Regions from separate parts of the Mus musculus genome. Here all the other regions are linked to region 6. Evidence: chromatin contacts called from public promoter capture Hi-C data. All regions are on one chromosome and are shown on one strand. The core of a region is the stretch at or near the end of the contact, and the rest is flanking DNA. Distances in the headings are between cores, read along the strand shown. Region 1 holds the start of Swi5 (SWI5 recombination repair homolog (yeast)). Region 2 holds the start of Brd3 (bromodomain containing 3). Region 3 holds the start of Naif1 (nuclear apoptosis inducing factor 1). Region 4 holds the start of Wdr5 (WD repeat domain 5). Region 5 holds the start of Med22 (mediator complex subunit 22). Region 6 holds the start of Odf2 (outer dense fiber of sperm tails 2). Region 7 holds the start of Ciz1 (CDKN1A interacting zinc finger protein 1).

Region 1 (2,700 bases), core at 35-2,534, 2.4 Mb after region 6:
TAAACCTGCTTCTCAAGGAATTGGGCTATGCCCCACCTAAAACCTTAACTTCAAATGGTTCTGCATGGCCTGTTACAGGGATGGCAGTCTTGTCTTTGTTCCAAAAAGTTGTTTATAACCATCTTGCAACCCCACCTTTGTTTCAAAAGGAAGACCTTGTTCTGCCCATCTTGCAATCATGTCTTTGAGGAGGTCATTTGGACTAACGGGTATGCTTATGTTCTGCCTCTGTAACCCCACCAAGTCCCCATTTAGAAACCCCCTACCCCTGAACTCTAAAAAGCCTTGTCGTCCTCAATCCGAGGCTGACTTTTCGAGCTCCGCCTTAGGGACCCGTTTACACGAATTAAAATGTTTGCTTTAACCAACTGTTTGCTTTGAGTTGGCCACTATGATTTGGGTCTTTCTCCTCTAATCTTTGGTATTGACAACTGTCTCAAAGGGAAGGGGTATAAAAAAAAAAGAAATTACTAAAAAGAAGCGAATCATCTAAAAGAGTACTTTAAAAATTCATCTTTTGAGGATGAGAAATGAATAACTTTGAGTTTTGGGGGTGGCATTGGGAGTGGTCAGCATAAAGATGCACATATTTCTTGACTGGGGAACCATGCAGGGACTGGTGGCAGGCTGGGTGAGGGGACAAAGCAACGAGCAAGAGCGGTTGGAGAAGCGTAGGCATCGGGCAGGTAGGACTGGGAGGGGAGGAACCCATGTCTGAGAAAGGAAAGAGAAGGAGTGGAATTAGGAAAGGGCTAAGCTTGGAGGCGACCGGCGGGTGCTGGGATGCAGAGGGGTGGGGCTGATATACTCACCGGTGATCGGTAGCCGCCATGGTAAAGTCGGCTGAATTCTGACTCACCCCTGGGGAGGAACCCGAGAAAAAGGCTGATGAGGATGGGGTTACCGAGGGGGCGCGGGAGCCGCAGCTGCAAGAGGTTGGGTCGGGACCCAGCTACTGGGATGGGGTGGGGGTCTTTGGGGTCGGGGTGCGCATCGTGGGAAGGGGAAAGTGTGGAGAACGGGTTACGGAGAGGCCTGGTGAGGAGGCGTGAGGGGTCGGGCAAGGGCTGGAAAACGAAGCGCGGCGCGCTCCTCACCCACCTCCTGAACCCTAAGGTCCGGGGCACCCGGAGTGGGGTGGGCTTAAACTCGGAAGGGTCCAGGGTTGGGGTTAAACGGCTGCTTCAGGGAACTAGAAACCGACGACGGAGACCACCAACCGCCCCACGTCAGGCTGCGCACGCACCAAGTTAAAGCGGTTCCGCCCCTGCTTCCCATAGGCCGCTGTGAGGGGTCATGGCTGCGCGCGCAGCTCTCGTCGTTAACTCCACCCGTCGCTCAGGCCTCGCGACCGCGTGGCCACGCCTCCCTGTCGTTCATCGTTCTCATCAGCCAATGGGCTTGGAGAAGGTAGGTCACGCTGGGTTTCCGAGCGTCCAAGGGGCGCTCTGCACCCGCCTTCTCTGGCCCTTGTAGAGAAGCCGTAGCTTCCGGAAGCAGTTTCGCGGTGGCTGCCGGGATCGTGGTGATGTGGCCCCCCCGCTTCCCCCCTCCCCGCCCCGGGATGTCGGAAGAAACCAGGCAGAGCAAATTGGCTGCGGCCAAGAAAAAGGTAAAGCGCTCCGGGTCGCGGCCCCTTGACCCCACCCGAGCTCCTCCAACGGCAGGACCCATGACCAGAGTCCGAGTCTTTCCCGAGACACACGGGTAGAAGAACCCCTCAGCGCCCTGGGCTCCCCCAGTGAAGTCTTCTCAGCCAGCCCCGCCCCCTCAGCAACCCAGCCCCCGCCCTCTCAGTCGCCCCTAGGTGACTTTGGTCAGTGACACAGGGTCTCTTAGCCCCCGGCTCCGGACGCTCCAATCCAGACCTCCCAGGGCACCTGTCTCCAAGGTCCTCGGTCCTGGCCCTGTAGGCGACTCGGGCGTTGGTAGTATGGAGTGGAATGTAGTTACGTCACAGTCCCCCCTCGAAACTGTCATTACTACTCCGAGTCTGGTTTGGATTGCTCCACCTGCTCACCTAATGTTGTTGCCCCTTTTCCCGTTTCTCTGGTGGAGAACCCATTTCCACCTGGAAGGGAGCCCAAGTGTGGAATCTAGTGCGGAGACGCTGTAGGCGCCCGCATTCCCTTAACTTAGCATTAGTGTGAGCACAACACTGTCAGCACCCCTTGCTGACATGGATTGGTTTGGTTTGGATTTGGTTGTCTGCTCTCTAGAGAGACTGTAATCTCTCTGGAGCAAAACGCATGTTATAGTGTTGATCAGTGTCTTGGGGAACTGAACTTAACTTAAAATTCAGCCAGAATGTCTTTTCCAACTGGGGTGGTGAGAAGCACGGGATGCGGGTGAGGCATCTCACGGGAAACATCACTTTCCCATGCTTCTTTTGAGAGAAAAAAACCATAAAAGTCTGGTTTGGCATTTTCATAGATTTGTAGAGACTTCTCTCTGCGATGACAAGGGCTGTGCCCTTTCTGTTCCCATGTTCACTAAAGCCGTGGCTTCACGGTTTCTGCCCTTCTGTCATGTTGTAAACTTAGGAAGCAGGTTTAGGAAGTACTGCGGTGTACCTTTAGTATGTGTTGCTAAAACGGCCCCAGTGGAGTTAGGAGTGGAGCTGAGTTGTTAGGGTGTTTGTTTAGTATATACAAGGGCCTGTTCAGTACTCAGCGTAGTTTGCAAGAGTGGTGGCCTACC
Region 2 (2,700 bases), core at 25-2,524, 2.4 Mb before region 6:
TTTCTCTTCCTGCACCCAGTCCCATGTTAGCCACTGAAGAACACAAGAATGACCTCAGAGACACAAACTTATACAGTTAAGAAGTTTAAGGTAGAGAAACAACAGCTGTGCACTTATTTCTGGCAGAAAGCTCTTAATCAAAATTGCAAAGGGCAGAGCCTTAAAATTGAGCCCTAAAGTATGAACTCACAAAAGGTATGCCCCGGCTCCCAGTGAGCCCCCTTCCCGCTCCTTACCGCCCCCCCCCCGCCGCCCCAGGGCAAGAAGACTGTTTATGGCTTCCTCGTTAGCCCTGCCCCCGTCGCAGCAACTGGTGGAGAGAACTTCCCCAAGCCGCCAGGATTTTTCACCGGGAATCCTCAAGAACCTTACATACGAGAGGCTTTGGGGTGCGCATTCCTCACCCAACTAGCTTGCGTGTTATACACGAAGTAAGAAAAAGACGTGCACCCCACCCCTTCCACCTCAATCCGAATCGACCTCGCCCGGATTAAGTACTCGTTTAGGCTGATTTCAAAACATGAACTGGGTTTCCTCCTGGCCTGGCTGCAATAATCCAGTAACTCGTAAGCGCGCAAAGTCGTCTCCCGGGCCATAACTCTGCAAATGCAGCCGCCGCCCCCCAAGCCACGCCGCGGCTGCCCCACTTGCAAGGCTCCAGCGGTGTCCAGGCCCAGCCTGGCCTGCCCTGCGACGATCCGCCCTAAGTGGCGCCGGAGCGACCCTGGGCACACCGCGCGCACCTTCCCGCGCCGCGCATCCTCCAGGCAGTCCCCTTCGGAAGATGGCGGGCAGAGGAAAAGGGGAAAGGAAAAAAAAATCCCTTCCGTGAGGGAGGGCTGGCGCAGAGAGCGCGGGCTGTGCCAAGTCCAGGCTGGGCGCTCCGACCAAGGCGACGCCTCCCAGTCCGGCCCGAGGCGACCGGCAAGCCGCGGGCGCACAGCGCAAGGCGGAGGGCAGCGGAGCCCGCGCAGTCGCTGCGACCCCGGGCAGGCGGCCGCCCCGCTTTGTTGCATCGCGGCCGCGCACAAAGGCGGCGGCCCCGGGCTCCGGGCTTCGAGACGCGCGGGAGGCCTGCACCATGCGTTCCGGGCCGTGTTCTCTCAGCCAAGTCCGCCGCCGCCACCGCCACCGCCGCCGCCGCCCAGAGTGTACAAGGAAACGAGAAAAAGGCGTACTTGGCCTAGGCGGCTCCAGCGCCGTCTGCTCCCGGCCCGCGCGGCCGGCTCCTCTTTGGCTCGCCGGCCCCGGCAGCATAATAGACGCGCCGGAGCTGTACAGGGCTCATGCGCTACGCCGCGGCGCCTGGCGGGAGTCGTAGTCCGCGCCCGGGCTCGCGCCAGGGCCGCCCAGGGGAGGCCGAGGCGCACGGACTACATGTCCCGGCCCCGCCGGCGCCACGCCGTGCCCCGCCCCGCGCGCCCCCGGCCGCCCGCCCGGCCGCCCTGGCCGCCAGCGGGCCCGGCCTAGGGGCGCGTGGGGGCGGGGCTGGGAGGTTGCCCGCCAGGACCCGAGGCGACGCTGGAACCTTGGCCCGCCCGCGCGCCTTCACTTTAGCGTTCTCAGCCACACGCAGGGAATAAGAACTGGTGGGCGGATTTCCAGAAGCCTAGGAAAACGTGGGAAAGGCGGGAACGCAGTTAGCACCCTGGGGTCACTACCCGGGTACCCCGAGGCCTCCCTCAAACCCCGAATGCTCACAAGCAGGGAGGCGCGCACCGGCCCCAGCCCATGTTTGTAAACAAACCGCGCGCCTAATTAGCCTGGCGAGGGCGCGCGCAGGGCGGTCCTTGCCAGGGAGGAGTCGCGATCAATCCCGCCCCAAAATCCTGGGGCGGGTTGAAGACCTGGGGACTCCGTAAGAGACCTGGCTGGTGGTGCCGGAAAAAGGCGGATTCTCCAAAGCTAGACACCAGTAAGGGATGCTTCAGGCTGTGCCAGCCAACTTTCCCTCTCTGGAGTCTCAGTGTGTCCCCATGTGCCTATGGAAAGACAGGAATGAGATTAAGTCCCGCCCTTTTTCTGCGTTTTGAAAGGGTTAGGACGGGGTCACACTTCAGATCTTGGTTTTGGTGAAAATTACAATGGTGCCTACGTTAGTCAGTTTTTATCCAGTTGTAATTTAAGGTGGGTGTGTGATAGACCCCAACAAAAACGTTACAAACAAAACAAGTTTTTCCATCAGTGCCCGCTGAACCTGCCTGCCAATGCAGGGTTCCAATTCTGCTGTGAGCTGGACCTATTCCAAGATCCTGGTGTCACTGAGTTTATTTCTGGCTGAGCGGGCACTTTGCTGCATGCAAGAAATGCACAGGTGGTTATGGTATTAAATACCAGACACACACACACACACACACACACACACACACGTACACACACACATACACACACATACACAACGAATATGTTCTGTACCTGAAAATGAAAAAGGCTCAAGAAGGCAAAGTGACATCCTTGGTCTCAGAGGTCCCAAGCTCCAAGCCCAGGGTCCTTGGAAGAGATTTGAGGACAAGCTGGAGCCTCTCCAGGCTCTTCTTGTCTCCTCTTTGGTCTACAGCATGGGTGCTTCTCACACCCTGGGGCGAGGTGGCCACTGCAAGGAAGCCCTGCTGTTTAGTCGCAGACTGAACACAGGGTAGGAGAGCAAGACCTGGGAGGCTCTAAGTTAGAGTCCTTAAACTCTTGAACCCAGGCTCCCCA
Region 3 (2,700 bases), core at 22-2,521, 2.6 Mb after region 6:
GGGGGGGGGGATAAATAAATAAATAAATAAAACCAGACAGAAAAAAATGACTTATTCATTAGACATATATGGGGAAATATCCAGCTCATAACACTATTCTGTATTAAACTATACTTTCTTTTCTCTCTTTCTCTCCCCCTCCTCCTCTTTTTCTTTCTTTCTTTTTTCTTTCTCTCTCTCTCTCTCTCTTTTTTTTTTGGTGTTTTGAGACAGGGTTTCTCTGTGTAGACATGTAGACCAGGCTGAGCTCGAACTTTCAGAGATCCACCTGCTTCTGCCTCTTGGGTACTGAGATTAAAGTCCACTGTCACCACCACCCAACTAAAACTAGCTTTTTTAAAAAAGGATTTTTTTGGTTTTGTTTTTAAGCTAAGAGAATTGTGAGTCCAAGGCCAGCCTGGCTACAGAGAGAAACCTTATCTTTAAATCTCTGGGCTTACCCCAAGGATTCTGCTTTGCTCGGTGCTGTCCTTGGGCTTCCTATGCTGATACTAAGTAGGTTAAATACCTTGGATGTTGATCCAAGATTATCTTGGACATGACACTTTATGTGGCCACCTAAGTAACAAACTGGCATAATTCACTGCCACCTTACCAGGTTTTCTTCATATTTGGCTATGAAATTCGTAATTACTGTACATACAAATGAACCAAATACTAATTTTGGCCACAAACTGGTTATCAGGCAAACTGCTCATTAGAATCACCCCAGATTGTAAGCCAGTCTATGCCACAATAATGAAACACTTGGTAAAGGGAAGCCACAGTTAAAGTCAAACTGAAAAACCAACATGAAACAGAAAGGGAAGAAAAAGCCACTGCTCAGGGCTTCTTGTGCAGGAAGGATAGTAGTTCTGTTTCTTGCAGACCCAGAAATGGCCATTTCTCCACCCCTGTCTCCCAGTCTTGGCCCATCCCTTTCCAGCCAACAAATATCCTTAGATGTATCTAACTTTCATTTTTTGAAAAAAGTTCCAATTGAGCGATGGTGGCAAAGGCCTTTAATCCCGGCGCACTCAGGAGGCAGAGGCAGGTGGATCTCTGATTCCGAGGCCAGCCTGGTCTACAGAGGGCGTTCCAGGGCAGCCAGGACTACATTGAGAAACACTGTCTAGAAAAAAAAAATCCCCAAAACCAACCGAACAAACAAAAAAAGAATCTTTCTTCAGATTCTTTAACATATTCGCACTCCAATTCGACAAAGGGATCATGACCCAGTGTTCTGAAACAGCAGTGGGGGGCTGGGTCTAAGCCATGAGAAAGAACTGTTCAGTCTTCATCACCCACATCCACACTGATCTGCCTAGAACCCCAGTTCCCATTTTTTTCTTCCCCAACACCCACATGTCTCTGTGAGCAACCAGATTAGAGGCACCGGTGGCATGGAAACGAGAGTGGGGGGAGAAGAGCGAGCGAGCGAGAGACAGACAGACAGACAAGGGGTGCCAATGAGAATGGGTGGATAGGAACCTAGGTGTTGAGGGAGGATGGGCACCAACTTGGCCTTGAGGTCCGTAGGGCAATCTTGAGATCTATCTGTCCTTCTATCTAGAGGGAAGTAGAGGGGGCTTTCTGTCCATCAAAGAGACCCAAGGGTGCCCATCTGTAGCCACGACGAGCTTTTCTCACGGCCCCATCTCCCACCTGAGGAGCCCCACACTAACAAGGTGTGAATTTCCTTTCCATCTGTCAGTGGAGGGACACTATCCCCCCCAACACCAGGGGTTCCGCTCAGCTCTAGCAGCGTCCGTCGAAACCTGACAGGCTACAGAAAGCAGCCCGAGAAGTCCTGCGGTCCCGACCCGTCCCCTTGGCGTCGGTCTCTCTCCTCAAGACCTCCCGGATCCTCCCCGCCCGCGCGGACGGCGCACGCAGACTTACCCGGAGCTCGCCCTCCGTGCGGTGCAGTCCCAGGCGCCGCAGCCCCACCGCCAGGTCGTTGACACACAGGCCGCCGTCGCGGTTGACGTCGAGTGTCTGGAAGAGGCTCCACAGGCGTAGCTGGTGGTCCGGGCCGCCACAGACGGCGCCGCCGCACGGGTCCCCTACAGAAGCCGGCGACGAGGCGGACGACGAGGCGGTGGCGGCGGCGTCCGGCGGCGGGGAGGCCACGCAGCGGCACAACACACTGCTCACCATCGGGCGCGAGGCGGGGGCGCCGGACGCCGGGCTGAAGGCGGCAGGAGAGCGACCCGAGCGCGGAAGCACGCCGGCTTTCCTCAGACAGCGAGCGCGGGCTCCGAGAAGCCGGCCGACTGGAGGGAGGGGCCGCTTCCGGGAGCCCCGCCCCGCGGCGCGCAGAGGCGCTGACCGCGCCCTCTGGCGCACTGCCGACCAATCATAGGCCGGTATGTCGGCTCCGGGATCAATGAGGGGGCGGAGTCACCGTGCCAGCTCGAAGGCGATTCAAACTGAGGGAGCCGGGGATTGGCTGAAGCTGGGTAATAGGCAAGCAGAAAGCCTTGTGTCCAATTCCCATTCAGAAGCTCTATTTAGACTGCGGAATGATGAGGCTGAGAGGAGCGTTGTGTAAGGAGAGATCGTAGCTAACAGTGGAAATGAAATGTATATGAGGGTAACTGTGGACTGAAGTTAGAAAACACAGCACCATTGAATAAAATGAAAATTTAACGGGCTGACGACTCGAAACCGAGAACACGAATCAAAATCAGGAGGCTAAGCTTTAGGAGTCTTCTAAAC
Region 4 (2,700 bases), core at 127-2,626, 2.4 Mb before region 6:
CCTTTGGCTGGAATTTTGAAAAGGCCACATCTTAGGTAGAGCCGGGATGAGGATGGAGGTGGACAGGTTTGAATGTTATCTGAGAGGTGGGTGGCAGAGGATTAGGTTTGGTTTCCAGTCCGGTTAGCTAGGCAGATACGGAGATGTTATTCTTACCATCCCATGCTCCACTCCATCCAGGGCTCCTGGCATAGGTCTGTTAGACACACAGATTCGTCTGAACTGTTTCTGTGCCTTTAGCAGGAGATTCCAGGCCAATGTCAGTCTTCTCACACTCTTGTAGCTATGGCAACCACACACTCTCCATTCTCAAGCTTCAGTTGCTTAGTCCCTCCCTCTGCACAGGTTCCCCACGCGTTATATTTGATATTCCCAGACTGGAAGATGAGGCTGCACAGGTCATAGCCACCTCCAAGAGTCTAAGACCATGTGAGTTAGACAGTGAAGTGAGAGGTGCAGACCTGGCTCCAGGTTCTCCTTCTGTCCCTGTGTCCTCCTCTCTGGGTGTTTTCCCCGTTAGTGACAGGAGTAGAGGTGGTCCAACAGGAAAGAGGGCTGTCAAAACTTTGCTAACTGCAGGCCGGCCAGCCTGCTAGGGGCTGTCTTGTGAAAATGAGATAAAGCCTTTAAAATGGAGCTCCAGAGCCACACAGGAGCCAGATTGTAGTGGATGCTGTGGCTGCCTGGAATGTGAACTGCCTGAGCCTACATTCAGGTGCAACTGCATCGTTCCAGATGCATGCATAGCTGGAGGACTTGGAGCCCCTGTGTTAGGGACACTTGCCTTTCCTGTCCACATTCTTTCTTGTTTGTCTTCTAAGTCAGGTAGCTCCTCTCTTGTCAGCGTGCAGGCTTCCTTCTCTACAGTAGTGCCCTGCCTTCCCTGGACACTACTGTAGATCTCTCCCTGCAGCGGTAGCTCCTAAGACCTTTTTCGGAGTGTGTCTGTGTGGGGTGGTGGTGGTGGTACAGCGTAGCCTCCTTATGGCCCTGTAGAAGAGAGGCAAGTATGTTCAATTTGAGCTGTGGTTTGCAGCGGCAGGAAGCCCCCCGCCTTGCGGTAGGCTGGGGAGGCCGCAGGAGCTCCGGACTTCCGGACCTCGTGGACATCCACCAGTGGCACCAAGAGGTTTCCCAACAGTCCTGGGCAGGCACGGGCCAGCACAGGCAAATTGTAACTGTTAGCTTGGCTACACAGCCTAGAATAACAGGAGAGGCACCTAAGCACGTTCTCACCCATCTTTAATTCTAGAGTGCTCCAGTCTGCAGTTACCGAACACCAGTAGCGGTCAAATAGGAAGCGAGAACCACAGACGGCCCCTTTAAGGCGCTCCGCCTCCTCTAGTTTTTCTGACCCTCGTCGCCGCCCGTTGTCCCGCCCCTCGCGCACGCGCAATCCCTCCCGCCTCCCGCGCCGCTGCCGCCTAGTCCAGCAGATCGTCTGCTCTCGCGCGTAGGGCTAGCCGACGCGACGCCAGAGCGCCCGGCCCCGCCGCCGCGGCCCCGGCAGGTAAGCGAGAAACCCGGTCCCGCGGGCGCGAGGCGAGCGGCGGCCACGAGGGCCCTCGGGCTCCGGGCTCCACAGCGCCGCACGTGTTCCGAGGGCCTCGGGCCGGGCCGGACGCCGCATTTGCGGCCGCGCCCCGACCCCGCCGCCCCTTGTGGCCGCCACGGCCCGCTACTTCCACTGCGGCCCCTGCTACGCCCCTAGACCCTTAGTCCTGCGAGCTTCTCGAGACTCACACCTCAGACTGGCGTCACTGGGAGTGGAATTCTCTGTCTCATCGGGGACACCCAGCCAGCGTCGCGCAGGTTTCCTTGGCCACTTGGCGCCTCTCGTGCTGCGGGCACAACCCTCATTTGTGTCCTAGCGCAAGTTTCTACCTGACTAGGGCTGACCGGTCAAGGGTTTCTGAACATTGTCCGGGACAGCCGGGCAGTTGAGCGCACAGTGGTGTGAAGCCAAGGCTACTAGTACCTAGGTATCTAGGAGCCCAGAGAGGATGGGTTGGAGTTCTTTGTTGGGTTACCTACTGCACTCACCTGAGTGACTGAACCATTCTGTCTTCCCATACTTGTGTACTAGGGTGGAAACCAGGAGTCTACATTTGACTGGAGGGAGACTGATGGCTGCTGCCCTTCCATAGTCAGGCTCACTCTAGTGTAAAGCCCCGGCTGCGGCTGCCGGTTACCTACCTCCTTTGTGGGCAGTGGAGGCCAGCTCCAAACCACCTGCTGAGGATCCTGCTTAACCCAGCTTCCTCCCAGACCTGCCCTCCCCAAGTCCTGCTTTCCTGAGTGCTCTGTCTTGGACTCTACCCTGTGGAATTGGAAAGTGGTGGTCTCCTTTGAGCCGGTTTCAGGTTGATGCTAGCCTCACATTTAACTGCTTTGAATTCCTGAGCCTCCTGAATGCTGTGAGGCAGATTGGCTAATGTTGATATTCTTTCTTTCTTTCTTTCTTTCTTTCTTTCTTTCTTCCCCGTTTTTGTTTTTGTTTTTTGGTTGGTTGTTTGGGGCCCACATCCTTAGAGCTCTTCATCCTTAGAGCTGGAATTAAAGTGGGTGGTGCTACAACTAGTGTCTTCAGATGTTAATATTTGTCTTCCTGAAAGACCCAGCTTATTAACGATGTGATGGGCAGGGCTGGGTGGTGGTGTGCTTGTTGGCAAGGTCATCCACCTGCTGTTAGGTGAATCT
Region 5 (2,700 bases), core at 157-2,656, 3.0 Mb before region 6:
TGTCTCCAACCCCTTCTTGTTCTCTGGGTGACGATAGGTTACTTCATGTCAAAAGGACACTGCCCAGTCTTTGTGACAGTTTATAAGAAATAAAGGGCTAGAGAGATGGTACATTCAGTTCGATTCCCAGCAACCACAAGGTGGGTCACAACCAGCTGCCATAGGATCTGATGCCCTCCCTCTTCTGTCTGATGTTCTCTTCTGTCTTGCAGGTATAGATGCAAATAGAGTCCTCATATACATTAAATAAATCAATCTTTTAAAAAGACATTGACTTATTTAATGTATATGAGTTCACTGTTGCTGTCTTCAGACACACCAGAAGAGGGCATCAGATCTCATTACAGATGGTTGTGAGCCACCATGTGGTTGTTGGGAATTGAGCTCAGGACCTCTAGAAGGGCAGTCAGTACTCTTAACTGAGCCATTTCTCCAGTCCTTAAATAAATAAATCTTAAAAAGAAAGAAAAGATGTTCAATAAAGGATTAAAAAGACAAACTTTCTGATCTCTGAGTTTAAGCTTACAGGTGGACCAGCTGGAGCCTAACACAGACCTCAGTGGGCTTGAGGCTTCTCAGAAATTATTTAAATAGAACAGCATTTCTCAACCTGTGGATTGCCTTTCACAGGGGCTGCCTAAGACCATCGGAAAACACTGGCATTTACGACTCAAAGGGTAACAACAGTTCTGTAGTTGCAACAAAAATAATTTTATGGCTGGAGGTCACCACAACATGAGGGTTGTGGTGTTTAAGGGTTAAACTCACCAGTCATCACAAGAATCTATGGCAAGGGTAAACCTCAGCCCAGGTGGCTAGTGCTCAGTAACTAACGTAGAGCCCTGGCAAACGGGCCAGAGTTCTCCTCTCTGCTCTGTGCTTGTCACTATTTGGCTCTTCTATTTATCTGCTGTCCCATTACTTTTAACGCCTCTTCACTCCTACCCGCACCGGTCAGGTGAGTCACATTCCCTCTGCTTTCCTCACCCCTGTACCCAGGCCCCAGGGAAAACCAGTCCCAGCCTTCTCCAATGGCTTCGGAACAGCTACCACACACCTTGGCGGTCTTGATGATCTCGGTGAAGTTGTCCATGATGGACTTGATGTCGTCTTTGAGCCGCTTGTTGTATGACTGCAGCAGCGTCTCCTTGCTCTGGGGAAGGGCTCTCTGCTGGGCCATGGCGGGCCCTGGACGAGAACCAGTCTGGTCCGGCCCGAACCGAGTACTGAGGGCTGGGGACCGGGATTTCCGATACAACAGCTCCGTCCACGAACACACGCCCGGCAGCAGGCCCTTACGGCGAGGGAACAAAGCACCCGCACGCTCCTTCCCGCGGCTTCCGTTCACTCCTGGCGCCTCCCGCCGCCTCTCGGAGCCTGCGGTCCGGTGCCAGGGCCCGCCCGCCTGGACGAACGCGCAGCCGCGGCCCGACACGCCCCCGCTCAGGCTCCGCCCCTCTGTCAGAGTCCGAAGTGGGTCCTTGTCGCTTTAAATCCGAAATCCCGCGAGGGCGCCTGCTCTCGCGATATCTGCGGCCACTTACTTATCCCCCACAATTCCCTCTTCTTTCTTTCTCCAGCAGCCGAGCAAGATGGTGAGTGTCTCTGGGCCCCCGCGCTATCCGCCTCCATCCGCCGCCCGTCGCCCGTCAGCGGCGTTCTCCGCCGTCCCTGTCTCCTCGGGGTCCCTCGCGGAAAGGGAGCCACAGCGACCGACTCACAGGCAATGACTCCGCTGCCCGATGGCACGGGTTTCTCTCTTCCGTACAGCCCAAAGGGAAGAAGGCCAAGGGGAAGAAGGTGGCCCCGGCCCCCGCCGTCGTCAAGAAGCAGGAGGCCAAGAAGGTGGTCAACCCTCTGTTCGAGAAGAGGCCCAAGAACTTCGGCATTGGTAAGGAGTGGCGTCGGCGTGTCACAAGGGCAAGGCGCCTTGACGGGCAATGGACTGAATGAGAGCCGGGCACCGTCCCGAGCAGCCGCCACTGCGCATGCTCGGCTGGTGTGAGAAGGGGAATGGTGGTCGTGTGCAGATGATGTGACAGAATATTTGCTATCAGATGAGTGGTGATGACACTAGAACCACCAAGATCGCTGATGCACCGACGCCCTCCTGCCCTGGGTACTGCCTCGGCTGCAGGCCGGCCCGAGGAGAGGCCTCGGTCACAGTGTCCCTCTTAACTTCCCAGGACAGGACATCCAGCCCAAAAGAGATTTAACGCGCTTCGTCAAATGGCCCCGCTACATCAGACTGCAGCGGCAAAGAGCTATCCTCTACAAGCGGCTCAAAGTCCCTCCTGCCATTAACCAGTTCACCCAGGCCCTGGACAGGCAGACAGGTGAGGTTCCGGGCCCCAGAGCCAGAAACTGGCCCCGAGTTTGCCCTTACTGCAGTGCATGGCCACACTAATACAGCTATGAAGAGAGAGGTGGAAGGGGGTCCCCAGTCCCTCCACCTGGAATGGGCGGGATTTGGTGAGGAAGCAGTTGAGGAAGGATCCCCGTGTTGACCTCCTGCCGTCTCATCAGTGTACCACAATAGGGTGGTTTTGTTGGGGGATCAGGGTCTCTAGTTGTGGAGCTCAGCATTGCTGCCTGTTTCATGAGTGCTGGTATTAATGGCATGAGCCACAGCCATTCAGGGCTAGGAGGTCAGACACAACTTTTCAATGCCAGGTTAAGTGACAGGTTAGAATTGGGCCT
Region 6 (2,700 bases), core at 93-2,592:
AGAAGAAGAAGAAGAAGAAGAAGAAGAAGAAGAAGAAGAAGAAGAAGGAAGAAGAAAGAAGAAGGAAGAAGAAAGAAGAAGAAGAAGAAGAAGAAGAAGAAGAAGAAGAAGAAGAAGAAGAAGAAGGAAGAAGAAGGAGAAGGAGAAGGAGAAGGAGAAGGAGAAGGAGAAGGAGAAGGAGAAGGAGAAGGAGAAGGAGAAGGAGAAGGAGAAGGAGAAGAAGAAGAAGAAGAAGAAGAAAGGCTCGGCTTGCTGGTGTACTCCTATAACCCCAGCAAGCAGCAGAGATAGGCAGATTTCTGCTCAAACGCAGCAAGTTCCAGGCCAGCCAGGGTTGCACGCACAAAATGAACCGTCAAGGGTTGACGAACAAATATGACATGGTAAGACTGCCCTGCCGGCTGTGGAGGTGGGAAGGTAGTTCACGCTCCAGGGAGGAGCTGGTGGGAGCACAACTACTGTGTTGGAGTTAAGGTGTCAAGGAAATGAGGTCTACCCAGCCCGGAGGTTGTTAAAGTCTCCCAGAATCCAGGGCGGGAACGTGAGCCTCGTGACAGTCCCCCACGATTGGCTAACAGGGAAGCATAGTTGAGAAGATGGCGGCTCAGCAGAGAGAACCTCAGCAGAGCAGGTCCGTATAGAAGCGGCGTACGGTGTGCGGGAGGGCGGCAGGGGCGTGGGGAGTGCGGCCTCTTCCTTCGGTTTGGGGCGTGTGGGAGAGGGGTACAGTTTGTGGAGTGTGCACAAGTTGTCTGCACTGAGCGGCCGAGGCATAGGAATGGCTTTCCAGAAGCCCCAGCCTGTCGCTTGTACAGACGCCCTCTGCGTCCAGCTTCCTCCTGTGTTTCGAGGGGAGCGCGTTAGGGTTCAGGATTCAGGAGGACCAGGGCAAAATGGCGGAGGGGACTCGGTGGCCTGAACGGTGGGGCAAGACCAGGCCGGCTGGCGCGGGAGGCGTCGCGTGTCTCCCTGACGACGGGGCGGTGGACAGGCCTCGTGACCCAGAAGTGGGCGGAGCGTCCCCGTGTGGGGCGGGGCATCTCTGTGACGCTGGGGGCTGGGCCTAAATGGCGAAACCCGAGAGGCTCCGGGGGGGGTTTGAACTGGCCAATGGGCGAGCTGCCGACCGGTTGTCGGAAAAGGAGGCGGAAGCGGGGAGGAGCCGCCGCGGGAGCCGGACTGCATCCGCCGCGGCGTCTCCATGGCACGACCCTGGCCTCCGACTTCAACGACTTCATAAGGAGACGGTTCTGGGCGCAGCCGTGCCGCTCTTGGTGAGAGGCCACGCGGCGGGGCAGGGCGTAGAGTGCCGCGGGTTCAAGCCCCGCGCTCCCGGGGCTGGCTCGACCGGGCACCGTCCCCGAGTCTAGGCGCGCTCCTTCCTGCGTCCGAACCCGGCCCGCCCCGCTCCTCGTTGGGCGCGGGCCCTTCCTCCTCCCGCTAACGGGCGGGCCGGCCGCCTCCGTCCTCTCCGGGCCATCGGCAGCGCTCTTTCCCTCCTCTGCTGTCCTCGGGCAGGGCTGCGCCCTTCTATGGGCAGAACCCCGTCCCCTCTTGCCCGCTGGTGGGTGGCCGTGCGCCCCATCCTCCCCGGAGGCCACCCCTGCTCTCTGCGGACTGGGCCGCAGCAGTTACATGCGCTCGGGGTGGGCAGGCCTCCGGGGACCCTCCAGACCAGCTCCAGGGATGTGGGTGATCCAGGAGCGGTCTGGCTCTCCATGCCGCCCCGCCTAGGCCGCCGCTCCACCCCTTCCATCTATTGGTTCTCCCTGGTAGCTATTCTGCCGGGAACGCCCCTTCACCTAGGAGACAGTTGCCCAGGCACTGTCCCGAAGATCCCTCCAGCTCCCTGTGCGGGTTCCCGCCCCTGGGGGGCCCACTTGGGGCCTAGCAGTTCTCACCTTCTTCGCACTCCAGGCAGCCCTCAGGTTTAAACCCTAGTAGCCGTCGGCCCGCTATTCTTCCCGGGTGGGGTCTGGGCATGCTGGTCGTTGTCCTCCTTTCAGTGACGTGGCCCCTCACTGTCCTGCCGCGCCCTCCACCTGCCTCCTGGCGGCGCACTCGGCACCCCGCAGGTCGCTCAGCCTCTCCTGTCTCCCTCCCTCCCCACTTTGGCAGGACAGTTGCTGTGCGACTTGGACAGTAGAGGAGCGCCTCCCAAGTTTTCATCCAACTGCCACCCCCAAAGCTTCCACCCTCCTCCCCTCAGAGAGAGGACGTTTGATGCCCGGCCCCTGAGATTCTCATTGGCCAGCCCCTCTGGGTCCCCCTGAGCAGAGCCTGCCGACCCAATTGCCCATCTTTGCGGCTTTGATGCTTAACCATGTCTGCCTCATCCTCAGGCGGCTCCCCCAGGTACAGCCAATGTGGGGGGCGCCTTTGCAGTAGGGCAGGGAAAGGTGGTCAGGGCTCCCCAGGCCAGGCTCAATGGAAACTTTTTTTTAGTTTCCCAGGTACTGAAAGTCTGGACCCAAAACACTTGAAAGTGACTTTGAAAGGGGAGGAGTAAAGACTCCCCTCCCCCGCCTACAGCTTACTAGTAGCAAACAAGATCACTCTTAATGCTTTGAGTTCAGCTTGGCTTCAGACTCACTAGGTAGTCAAGGTTGTGCTTGAATTCCCGATTCTCCTTTCTCCACGTCCCATGTGGTGGCTTAAAAGCGTTTCCCACCATGGCACCTCTAAACTAGTGTTAAAGTG
Region 7 (2,700 bases), core at 63-2,562, 2.5 Mb after region 6:
GGGTTTCTGTGAATTCGAGGCCAGTCTGGTCTATAGTGAGTTTCCATATGTAGCCATTGCTACACAACACAATGAAACGGAAAAGGAAATCAGAGGCTTGGGAACTTGTTAAGTGGTTAACGTTTGTTCTTCTTCCAAAGGACCCAGGTTCAGCTCCCAGCACTCCCACAGGTGGCTCACAACCATCCACAAACTTCTTCCTAGGGGATCAGATGCCCTCTTTAGACCTCTGCAAGCACTAGGCACATACAAAGTACACACACATACATGCAGGCAAAACATTCATACACCTGAAATAAGAATACATATTTAAAAGACGGGGGTGAGAGGCGGGCGTGGTGGCGCACGCCTTTAATCCCAGCACTCGGGAGGCAGAGGCAGACGGATTTCTGAGTTCGAGGCCAGCCTGGTCTACAAAGTGAGTGCCAGGACAGCCAGGGCTATACAGAGAAACCCTGCCTCAAAAAACCAAAAACCAAAAAAAAAAAAAAAAAAACCAAAAAAAAAAAAAACCAAAAAAAAACAAAAAACAAAAAAAAACAAAAACAAAAAAACAAAAAACGGGGATGAGGAGAGATAGCTCAGTGGTTAAGAGCACTTGTTCTTGCAGAGGAGCTGGGTTCGATTCCTAGCACTCACAAGACAATTCACAAATGTTTCTAACTCTAGTTCCAGGATGTACAAGATATACACGATATACAGATACACATACGTTCAAAACACTCATACACATAAACTAAATCTTTTTTAAAAAAATGTAAAAAACAAAACTATTTTTTTAAAGCTGAATTCACCACACATACGCGCGCCCGCTTGCTCTTGTCCCAGCCCCACGCGGGCTCGGGATCTGGGGACAGTGGTGGCATTGGGGAGGTCAGTTGGGATCTGACCGACTGTCGGTCCCCTTTGCCCCTGCCAGATAAACAGACGGCCGTGGGAACTCAGAATCGCCCCTTCCCGATGCTGGGATCTGGGGACAGGAGCCTACGCTGCCCGGCGCCTCATAGCACCTGGGAGCCACCGCGGCTCTAGCGATTGCAGATTGGTCGCGGTCCCCGCGACGTGACCTGCGCGCGAGGCTTGTTCGCCCGCCGCGGCGTCCGCGCTGAGGCCTCCGCACCTCCAGAGGGCGCTCTGCGCGGGAGTGGCCAGCCGCTGGGCCTTCGGAGTGTCCCGGTCCGGTCACCGTCCCGAGCAGCCCGGGAGCTCCGGAGCCCGCCTTACGAGTCAGCTCGTGGCTTTCACGGTTTCGGTTTTCGTGGATTGCCGGGAGGTGAGGGGGAGCCAGTGTGGTGCCCGCCCCGGAAGCGACAGTGGAGGAGGGTTGGGCACCCCGGGAAGGGTGGACCGCAGGGATAGCGGCTACTTGCAGAGAGCCTACGGGCTTTGTGGACAGGCGAGGCCACAGGATTAGTTAAGTGGCGTTGGCTATATCTGCGAGGGAAGGGAGTGGAGGGATGAGGGACAACGGAGCGGGGTGGGGGTGTGCTGCGGCGGACGGAAGCGTTTCCCATCCAGGGTTCATGGATTTAAGTGACACAATTTAGGGAGAGGACAGCGGAATCCAAAACAGGGAAGTGTGCACGGGAAGCACCAGGAAGTGTAGAGTGACTGACAGGCAGGAGATGGGAGTGGAAAGGTGTGCTCCGATTAGAAGGTTGGACCGCCAGAGTTGAAGAGATGGGAGGGAAGATAAAGAACTGAAGGCGTGTCTGTGTGTGTATCCTGTTCTGGCAGCTGACCGGAAGAACTGGAAGCCCCGAAGCCCCGGGTATAAATGCAGCGTGCTCTTGGCGTGGGTGGGACTGTGTAGCGGTGAAGCTTAGCAGGCGTTATGCTGGGGTGGGTGTTTTGGGAGGGGAGAGAAGCTGGATCATCCCAAAGTGGTGATCTGACCCTACCCACCATACCCCCTTCAGCCACCATGTTCAACCCGCAACTCCAGCAGCAGCAACAGTTGCAGCAGCAGCAGCAACAGTTGCAGCAGCAGCTCCAGCAGCAGCAGCTCCAGCAGCAGCAACAGCAGATACTGCAGCTCCAACAGCTGCTGCAACAGTCCCCACCACAGGCCTCCTTGTCCATTCCTGTCAGCCGGTGAGTTTTCCACTTCCAGGAGCAGTCTGAGGTCTGACGGCTCAGACCCACATTTTGGAGCCTGGCTCCCAGTAGTTATTTTTTCCCCAGGGGCATCCTTGTTTGAGTATTAAATGTCATCAGTTTCTACCTTGGAGGGGATCCTCCATCTGCCATTGAGATGGAGAGAATGGAGGTGAGAGACCTCCGGGTAGATGGCTTTCCCAGGACCCCTCTGACACCCTACTCCCATCACACAGGGGCCTCCCCCAGCAGTCATCCCCGCAACAGCTTCTGAGTCTCCAGGGCCTCCACTCGACCTCCCTGCTCAATGGCCCCATGCTGCAAAGAGCTTTGCTCCTACAGCAGTTGCAAGGTATGGCAGTTCCCCGTGGCCCTCAGCTTCTTCCTAACCCATTCATTCTTACCAACACTCACAGCGGCCCTAACAGCATCCTTATAGATGAAGATACCAGGCTCCCAGGAGATGAAGTCCACAGGCTACTCTGCTAAGTACAGGGTTACCGGGCTACGGTGCTGGCCGTTCCTGCCTCTGCTGATAAACCTAAGGGGAGGCACACCCGTAACCCCCCTCTACAAATGAGGATAGCAACCTGAGGCCCAGAA

What was found. Promoter capture Hi-C pulls out the DNA fragments that hold promoters and counts their contacts.
Region 1: a promoter capture Hi-C map of pre-B cells shows a contact between it and region 6, with 5 times the contacts expected there. The contact joins the promoter of Swi5 here to the promoter of Odf2 in region 6. A contact is called at or near these places in 2 of 39 promoter capture datasets (liver and pre-B cells) and 1 of 115 datasets of contacts at active chromatin or transcription factors (embryonic forebrain).
Region 2: a contact with region 6 is called in a promoter capture Hi-C map of liver, with 2.5 times the contacts expected there. The contact joins the promoter of Brd3 here to the promoter of Odf2 in region 6.
Region 3: a promoter capture Hi-C map of liver shows a contact between it and region 6, with 2.3 times the contacts expected there. The contact joins the promoter of Naif1 here to the promoter of Odf2 in region 6.
Region 4: a contact with region 6 is called in a promoter capture Hi-C map of liver, with 3 times the contacts expected there. The contact joins the promoter of Wdr5 here to the promoter of Odf2 in region 6.
Region 5: a promoter capture Hi-C map of liver shows a contact between it and region 6, with 4 times the contacts expected there. The contact joins the promoter of Med22 here to the promoter of Odf2 in region 6. A contact is called at or near these places in 2 of 39 promoter capture datasets (liver and pre-B cells).
Region 7: a contact with region 6 is called in a promoter capture Hi-C map of liver, with 4 times the contacts expected there. The contact joins the promoter of Ciz1 here to the promoter of Odf2 in region 6. A contact is called at or near these places in 3 of 39 promoter capture datasets (liver, neutrophils and pre-B cells) and 1 of 115 datasets of contacts at active chromatin or transcription factors (embryonic forebrain).

What each region holds. Positions count from the first base shown.
Region 1 is chr2:32,286,785-32,289,484 of GRCm38.p6, forward strand. It overlaps Swi5 (SWI5 recombination repair homolog (yeast)), which reads right to left and starts at 1,285. Exons shown (of 5, transcript NM_175190.5): 1 at 1,102-1,285; 2 at 813-861. Golga2 (golgi autoantigen, golgin subfamily a, 2) reads left to right here and starts at 1,542. Exons shown (of 26, transcript NM_001080968.2): 1 at 1,542-1,612. The coding sequence starts at 1,565.
Region 2 is chr2:27,474,399-27,477,098 of GRCm38.p6, forward strand. It overlaps Brd3 (bromodomain containing 3), which reads right to left and starts at 1,275. Exons shown (of 12, transcript NM_001113573.1): 1 at 1,179-1,275.
Region 3 is chr2:32,449,186-32,451,885 of GRCm38.p6, forward strand. Naif1 (nuclear apoptosis inducing factor 1) reads left to right here and starts at 1,272. Exons shown (of 2, transcript NM_194335.2): 1 at 1,272-2,700. Slc25a25 (solute carrier family 25 (mitochondrial carrier, phosphate carrier), member 25) reads right to left here and starts at 2,285. Exons shown (of 10, transcript NM_001164357.1): 1 at 1,882-2,285. The coding sequence starts at 2,139.
Region 4 is chr2:27,513,771-27,516,470 of GRCm38.p6, forward strand. It overlaps Wdr5 (WD repeat domain 5), which reads left to right and starts at 1,377. Exons shown (of 14, transcript NM_080848.2): 1 at 1,377-1,510.
Region 5 is chr2:26,909,236-26,911,935 of GRCm38.p6, forward strand. It overlaps Med22 (mediator complex subunit 22), which reads right to left and starts at 1,407. Exons shown (of 4, transcript NM_001033908.1): 1 at 1,058-1,407. The coding sequence starts at 1,180. It overlaps Rpl7a (ribosomal protein L7A), which reads left to right and starts at 1,572. Exons shown (of 8, transcript NM_013721.3): 1 at 1,572-1,595; 2 at 1,771-1,891; 3 at 2,187-2,336. The coding sequence starts at 1,593. Gm23969 (a small nucleolar RNA gene) reads left to right here and starts at 2,026; the gene lies at 2,026-2,099.
Region 6 is chr2:29,888,648-29,891,347 of GRCm38.p6, forward strand. Odf2 (outer dense fiber of sperm tails 2) reads left to right here and starts at 1,343. Exons shown (of 21, transcript NM_001369060.1): 1 at 1,343-1,564; 2 at 2,119-2,355. The coding sequence starts at 2,324.
Region 7 is chr2:32,361,886-32,364,585 of GRCm38.p6, forward strand. Ciz1 (CDKN1A interacting zinc finger protein 1) reads left to right here and starts at 1,313. Exons shown (of 17, transcript NM_028412.2): 1 at 1,313-1,413; 2 at 1,920-2,094; 3 at 2,334-2,449. The coding sequence starts at 1,925.